Regions from separate parts of the Mus musculus genome. Here region 1 is linked to region 2. The links are chromatin contacts, called in public promoter capture Hi-C maps. All regions are on one chromosome and are shown on one strand. The core of a region is the stretch at or near the end of the contact, and the rest is flanking DNA. Distances in the headings are between cores, read along the strand shown. Region 1 holds the start of Btbd19 (BTB (POZ) domain containing 19). Region 2 holds the start of 2510003B16Rik (RIKEN cDNA 2510003B16 gene).

Evidence for each region. Promoter capture Hi-C pulls out the DNA fragments that hold promoters and counts their contacts.
Region 1: a promoter capture Hi-C map of pre-B cells shows a contact between it and region 2, with 4 times the contacts expected there. The contact joins the promoter of Btbd19 here to the promoter of 2510003B16Rik in region 2. A contact is called at or near these places in 3 of 39 promoter capture datasets (frontonasal cranial neural crest, liver and pre-B cells) and 1 of 115 datasets of contacts at active chromatin or transcription factors (regulatory T cells).

What each region holds. Positions count from the first base shown.
Region 1 is chr4:117,124,190-117,127,537 of GRCm38.p6, reverse strand. It overlaps Btbd19 (BTB (POZ) domain containing 19), which reads left to right and starts at 1,880. Exons shown (of 8, transcript NM_001384196.1): 1 at 1,880-2,209. The coding sequence starts at 2,124. It overlaps Tctex1d4 (Tctex1 domain containing 4), which reads right to left and starts at 725. Exons shown (of 4, transcript NM_175030.2): 1 at 680-725; 2 at 450-556; 3 at 194-262.
Region 2 is chr4:116,122,565-116,125,873 of GRCm38.p6, reverse strand. It overlaps 2510003B16Rik (RIKEN cDNA 2510003B16 gene), which reads right to left and starts at 2,034. Exons shown (of 3, transcript NR_131048.1): 1 at 1,758-2,034. It overlaps Rad54l (RAD54 like (S. cerevisiae)), which reads left to right and starts at 2,185. Exons shown (of 18, transcript NM_009015.3): 1 at 2,185-2,812; 2 at 2,892-2,978. The coding sequence starts at 2,810.

The DNA.
Region 1 (3,348 bases), core at 631-3,130, 1.0 Mb before region 2:
TTTTCTGCTTCCTGAGTGCTGCGATCAAAGGCTGTTGTCAACTCTTTTATGTACCTGAGGCTGGCCTTGAACTCCATCTCCCTGCCTCCAACTCCGGAATGGTGGGATTATAGGCATGACTACATTCACTGTCTCCCTAGGAGACTATAGGCATATATACCTTGTCTATAGCCACTCCATAGCCCTTTCTTACCTGTACGTTTGGAACAAGTAGGTCAGATTGGGGCTGTGTGCCTACTAGGTGCTTAGAGCCGGTTAAGAGCTGTGAGAGACACAAGCAAGGAAAGGGGCTGCTTAGTCTATGGTCATGGAACCTCTACCCAGTGTTCCTTTCCCTTGGTCACAGGAGGCTAGATCCACTTCCCCTTTCTCCTCCCACTTGACTTCATCAGCAGAATGGGGACATGAAGCTGGTTTCTGGGTTTCTTCAATAGCCAGAAGGGACAGACCCGACTCCATCACTCCCACAGCTCTCTGTAGCCTCAGAGGTAGAGAACTTAATCATCTTCCCTGCTCTGTGTACGGTGGGACTTTTCTCCCTCTCCACCGGCTGCATCTGGAGGTGGGAGACATGGGGAGAAGCAACTTCCATCGTCCTGCTTGGGTCTCTAACTCCTTCGGAATCACCTATGAGACGGATGCCCTCTTCCCCTGAAACTCCCGCAGGCATCTGACTCACCTGCAGCCTTTGGCCTCCAAGCTCTGCTGGCCCCACAGTCTTCACTGAGCTGGCCTGACAGGCCTGTGGGCGAGGAAGGCTTGTGTTGTGCAGTTACCATGGGGCTGTGGCAAGCACACCTCTCCCTCCCAGAAATCCTTCCCCTGGCCAAACTCTGGAATAACCTAAGTGTTCCTGCTATGGGCACCTGCAGAAAGGAGGGGCGCTCTGAGTTACCAGGGAGAGAGGGTCCACGGGGGCTTGGAGTTCTAGGGCATCACAGGCTAAGGGAGCCGGTGCCGAGAGAGGTGCACTGTTCAGAAAGGTCCTAGTTTCAGAGCCACTATTTCATATGAATCTCTCCCTGCCTCTTCACCCTTAGCTAGCCTCCTCTAATTCACAGGTCCACGAGAGGAAAACCCACCAGGGGGCCACTGGATCTGGCCTGGCCATCTGTGAATAAGTCACGGGGGGGGGGGGGGGCTGGGATATGCTAAAACCTTGAGATTGCGGGGGCAGCTTCTTAGGAATTTAGTATCTGGGCTCACAGGAAAGAGCACGTCATGGTTCAGCATTCTCCCCAGCAGCCTCAACAAGGACAAACATTTCCGCTTCAGGGCAGGGTGGGGCTTGGATGACTTCCTTAGTTCAGAGCTATGTGCTGAAGGGAGGCCTATTGGTTCAGCGGGAAGGACCCAGGCCTGGCATGGCCATGACTCAGTGATTCTAAGTCCGGTTTCTTAACCTTTGCTGACCTACTCACGTGTCTGGGACCTGTAGGCAGCACCTCTTTCCTTAGGGGGATTGCTTTTCGGGGCTGCCAGAGGCTGCGCTACTCCTGTTAGAACTGACACCTCACCTCCCCTGCTCTGGGAGGTGTGGGGCTGCCCCCTCCCAGGCAAGCTAAGTCTGAGCCTTGAAAACCACACTTAGGTTTGAGAATTTTCCCTGATGGGGTGATGTCTCGGGTGTTTCTAAAATGCAGCCGTGGGAAGGGATTAGAAAAGCAGAGGCCTTGGATTCTGAACTCAGTGTAGGCGGGGAGCCAGCCAGCACTAGGGCCCTCAGACTCATCTTAGGGCCCTTCTACTGCTGATTTTTTTCCCCCCCTGGGCGTATAGGGAGATGGGCGGGGCCTCCTCAGGCTCAGCTCCAGTTTCTATGGAAACCCACAGGCTTCCCACCCAGCTGCTGCCTGGGCAGATTCCCAACCTGGGCCTCATCCACCACCAGCCTCTCCCGGGATCATAGGCCTTTCTAGCCCCAGCTTCTTCTCTGGGTCCTGTCTGCATCTGCATCCCTTTCCTGAACCTCAGGCCTTCTTTAAGGACCTGGGCCTTTCTGCTCCTATATTTTAGCTCCTCGGCAAACAGGCCTCCAGCTCCTGCCCTCCCTCTCAGGTCTTTCTTGGCCTGGCTAGGCCTTCTAGACTGTTCCACCCTTTAACCTACTGCCCACTGCACTTATGGAGAACCCAGGACTGGTGGTACGTGGGCAGGCTGCACCCTTTTCCACAGCACTTCGAAGCCTCATCAACAACCCCCAGTACAGGTGAGGCAGTGGCCCCCTGGGGGGTTTTCCCTAGCTGGCCTGTGAATTTGAGGAGGCTAAGGGCAAGGAAGCCCGGGAAAGAACACTTGGCCTCCCTGGGGAACTCAGTCTGTGAGGAAGTCAGCTATAGAGGAAATTTACTTGTCTGTGGCCACACTACCCTGAGAGTCAGAGGCGGGGGTAGTGGCAGATAGAAGGGAGGGCAGCTGTGTGAACTCAGGCAATGCCTGAGTTCTCTGGCTTCTCCTCCACCCCCTCGGCCCTGAAAGATGGGTTATGATTTGATTCACCCCCATTGGGCTTTCGACTGAGCACTGGAACGTCTTATCTTGAAGAGACAGAGGTATGGATGGCTCTAGCGATTCATAAGAGGAACGAAGCCCAAAGGATCGAGCCGGAGACCCAGACAGGAAGTAGTTCAAGGTTTCCGACCACCCACTGCTTGCCCAAGAGACTAGTGCTGTCTGAAACCAGGAATAGAGTTCACTGGGGGCAGGGCTGGTCATGGGAGACAAGAACTCTGTTTCCCATCCCCAGACTCTCAGAGGCTGCCCTGCTCCCCAGGGTTAAGACTGCCATAATTCTCGGTTTTTTGAGGACAGGGTGCCACAGTCTGGCCTGAAGAGTGGAGCCTTAGGCAGGAGGCTTTGGAAGCTGAAGCGCTCGCTGCTGCCTCCTACCCCTACTTAACACAGAGGCTGGGGCCGGAAGTGATTATGAAGATGGAAAATGTGGTCTCACCTCATGATGGTGATCACTGTCATGTCTGTCTGCAGTCAGTGTGCTCTGTACCCCACATCCTCACACCCTCCCACAGGAAGAAGGGTAAAAATGCTGAGTTGGCATTTGGTGAAGGCGTCCCAAGAGGAGTGTCCTCTCCCCCAAGATTCAGACTGGGGAGACATCAACCTGGCTTGCATGAGCTCTGCTATCCCCCTACCCCCCCATCCCCCCGCCCCCTGTGAACCAAGCATAGTCCACTCCCTTGAGACCTGCCATCATGGCTGAAAAGTCTTAGAGTCAAAGATATAAAGTCACCGAGTGGAACTGAGACTAGAGCACAGGCTTGTGTCTTCCAGATGTAGGCTTTGACCTCACACAAAAAGAAGCCCTAGTGTGACAGAGGTAAAGCCAACAGT
Region 2 (3,309 bases), core at 785-3,284:
ACTTGAAAGGCCCCAGCCCCCACTGCAACACATCCTGTCCTCCCTGGTCCTTTTTCCTCCCCTCCCCTCTGACTACATAAGCTAGTCCCAATACTTCAATGAATGAGCTGTCCTGTGAAACAGTCTCCTGGGTTGGTTCACCCCTGCCTTTCAGCACCAAGACCCTGCTCCCCTGATCCTCTGCATCCTGATGGCCACTGGTGTACAATGGCTGAGGGGCAGGGGCGGGGGGGGGGGGAGGTAGGCCCACAGATATAGGGTTAAAAATTAGGGAGGTTGGAGGTTGAGCCTGGTGGCATAGGGCTATAATTTTAGCACTAGGAAGTAGAAACAGGAGGTTAGCACTGGATACATCAGACCCAGTCTCAAAAGAAGCAAAACAAACCTTCAAAAAGGAAATACTTGCCAGGTGTGGTGGTGCACGACTTTAATCCCAGCACTTGGGAGGCAGAGGTAGGTGGATTTTTGAGTTCGAGGCCAGCCTGGTTTACAGAGTGAGTTCCAGGACAGCCAGGGCTATACAGAGAAACCCTGTCTCAGAAAAAAAAAAAAAAAAGAAAAAAAAAAAAAAGAAGAAATTGAGATTAAAAAAAAAAAAGGAAATACTTATATATTTTCTAGGGCTAGGTAGAGTTTCTTTCCTTTAAAGAATATTTCTCTGTTATTAGAGCGTGTATGTACATGATGTTTGTATGAGGGTGCGCATGTGCCATGCTGTACATATGGAGGTCAGAGGTCAAGTTTGTGGATCAGTTCTCTCCTTTCACCTTGGTGTGGGCTGTGGGCACTGAACTCATGTCCTCAGGCTTAGGTGACACATGCTTTTATCCACATCCACACATCCCTTATACCCCCCATTTTGAGACAGATTTTGACTATACAGCCCAGGCTGACCTCATAGTCATGGCAAAGAAGTTAACTGTTCTTTTTGTGTATGTGATTTTGTTTTTCATTAAGTTGCTCACAGCCTTCTTGTCTCCCAGCAAGATATTCCTATGGAAATTAAAATTTCTTCGGTTCATTGTTCCCAAAAGCCAAGGAAAGGACATAAGTATCTCTTTAGTATATCCTCATTTCTGCTAGGCGGGCTGGGGATGACAGAGGGTCATAAGTTTAAAGATAACCGGGTTACACAGCAAGACCTTGTCTCAAATAACAACAAACCTCAGCAGTGACCGCCTCACGAAGTTCTACCACTATGCTATATTCCTAGTGCCCCCAAGACACCACACACACACACACACACACACACACACACACACACACACACGACAAAATGGGGACAATAAACCTTATCTGAGGATAGTAAATGATTTATAATAGCTAAGGAGATCCTTTTAAGTAGATAGTGATTAAGTGTAATGGGCATGCTATTTTGATTAGTGAGCACTTAGGTAATACATGGGGGCTATGTTAAATACTTTGAACACTTTTTTTTTTTCCCGTTCTTGGAGGGTCTTTCTACAGAGCTGTCGCTGTCCTGGAACTCATTATGAAGACCAGGCTAGTCTCACAGAGATCTGCTTGCCTATGCCTAGTGAGTACTATAATTAAAGGCCTGCGCTACCAGGCGCAGCTACTTTGTTCACTTTAATTAGACCCTGTGAATAATCCCTTAGGAGAGGTACTATAATAATATCACTTAAAGGAAAAACGGATTTTTAGAGAATGGGTGACTATGCCCCAGGAAAAGACAGCTAGCTTATTTCAAGACATCTCAGACCAATTGGCAGTGCAGCACCAACACCTCCGCTCACCTTTTGACTGGCCACTGGCCTTGCCTGCTTCCAGCTCAGATTTCTGCTCCAGGTCTGGCACAATAAAGAGCCTGAATCAAATTCCCAAAAATGTGCTGCCTTTTGAAATCTATTCCAGTAGCAACTCCTCCGCACAGTACTTCGGTGCAAAACATCTATTTGGTTCAGCTGCTTCGGCCAAAGGCAGGAGCCAGGAAGAGGGACCGTTGGCAAGTAAGAATTCTGGCACCTGCCTGTTGCTGCCACCAGGATAAGCCACAGCTCCTAGTGGTCTGTTGAGCCTCTGGGCGGAAATCCAAGACCCTTATTAGCCTCAGCCCTAGGCCCGCCCCTTCCTTTAGGCCGGATCGTCGAGCGTCAAGTTCACTGAACGCAGCCAATAGGGGACTGTGGTGGCAGAGTGGCGGGAGGTTCGATTGACACTGCCTGGAGGCTCTTAACGCGCGCTTTGGGAAGAGGAAGAATAAGGGGAAAGATACCGGAGTCGCTCTTTGCCTCTCTTCAGCTTCTAAGATTCTCCTCCTCCCAACCTGGATTTTTAACTGGTCCTTCCTGGGTTCCTGTTTAACTTCCCACAAGGCGTTCCTAGGTCTCTGCTTGCCTTCCTCACACTGAGGTTTGATGTCGGTCCAGCTCTGGTAAATTCTATCCCTCTCCTAAGAATTCAGGCGTCTCGCCTTCGTACTTAAGACTGTACTTTTTCGTAGGTGTTACTCTCAGGGAAGCAGCCCAGCTAGGGACGTTATTCCAACTCCACTTTGCTCATCTGCAACTTCAATCTGTCTTCTTTCCCATCCTAGATTTAGACCCAGCTCCGCTTGGACTTGGCTTTGGATATTTTGACCTTGAGGAACTTGGGGACCGACATTCCTGGTTTGGACCCAAGCCTCATCCTCTGATTGCATCCCCTCCCCTCATACCGACTCTTAAGACAATATTTTCAATGATATAGCAACTTCCTTTTATAGCATCCCCTGGTCCTGCATTCTCTGTTGCTGAGTGCTTTTAACTTCGCTGATGGGCACTTGACATTTGATGCTTCTGGGGCCAGGATGGTAAGTGTGACCTTAAGCTGACTTAAGGGGCCTGGCTGCAGGATCACTGCAGGAACTCACTTTCTGTTCTCCCTTGCAGAGGAGGAGCTTAGCTCCCAGCCAGTTGGCTAGGAGGAAACCAGAAGACAGATCATCAGATGATGAAGACTGGCAGCCTGGGACAGTAGTGAGTGTTTAGGGGAATAAGGAAAATGAGGTTCATAGTCATCTTGAGAAAGTACCTTTCATACATTTTTGAAGCTTTTTTTTTTTTTTTTTTTTTTTTTGAGATGAGCTTCTCACCAGGTCTGTAGACTATGGTCTGTCTCCCAAATGCAGTGTGTGGTCGTAGGCATGTGCCAGGCACACCTGGCACTTAAGGTTTTTTTTTTGAAACAGTGTTTCTCTGTGTAGCCCTGGCTGTTCTGGAACTCTGTTTGTAGACCAGGCTGGCCTTGAACTCACACAGAGGTTCCCTTGCCTCTGCTACCCAGTGTTGAAAGTGAAGGTGTTTGCCA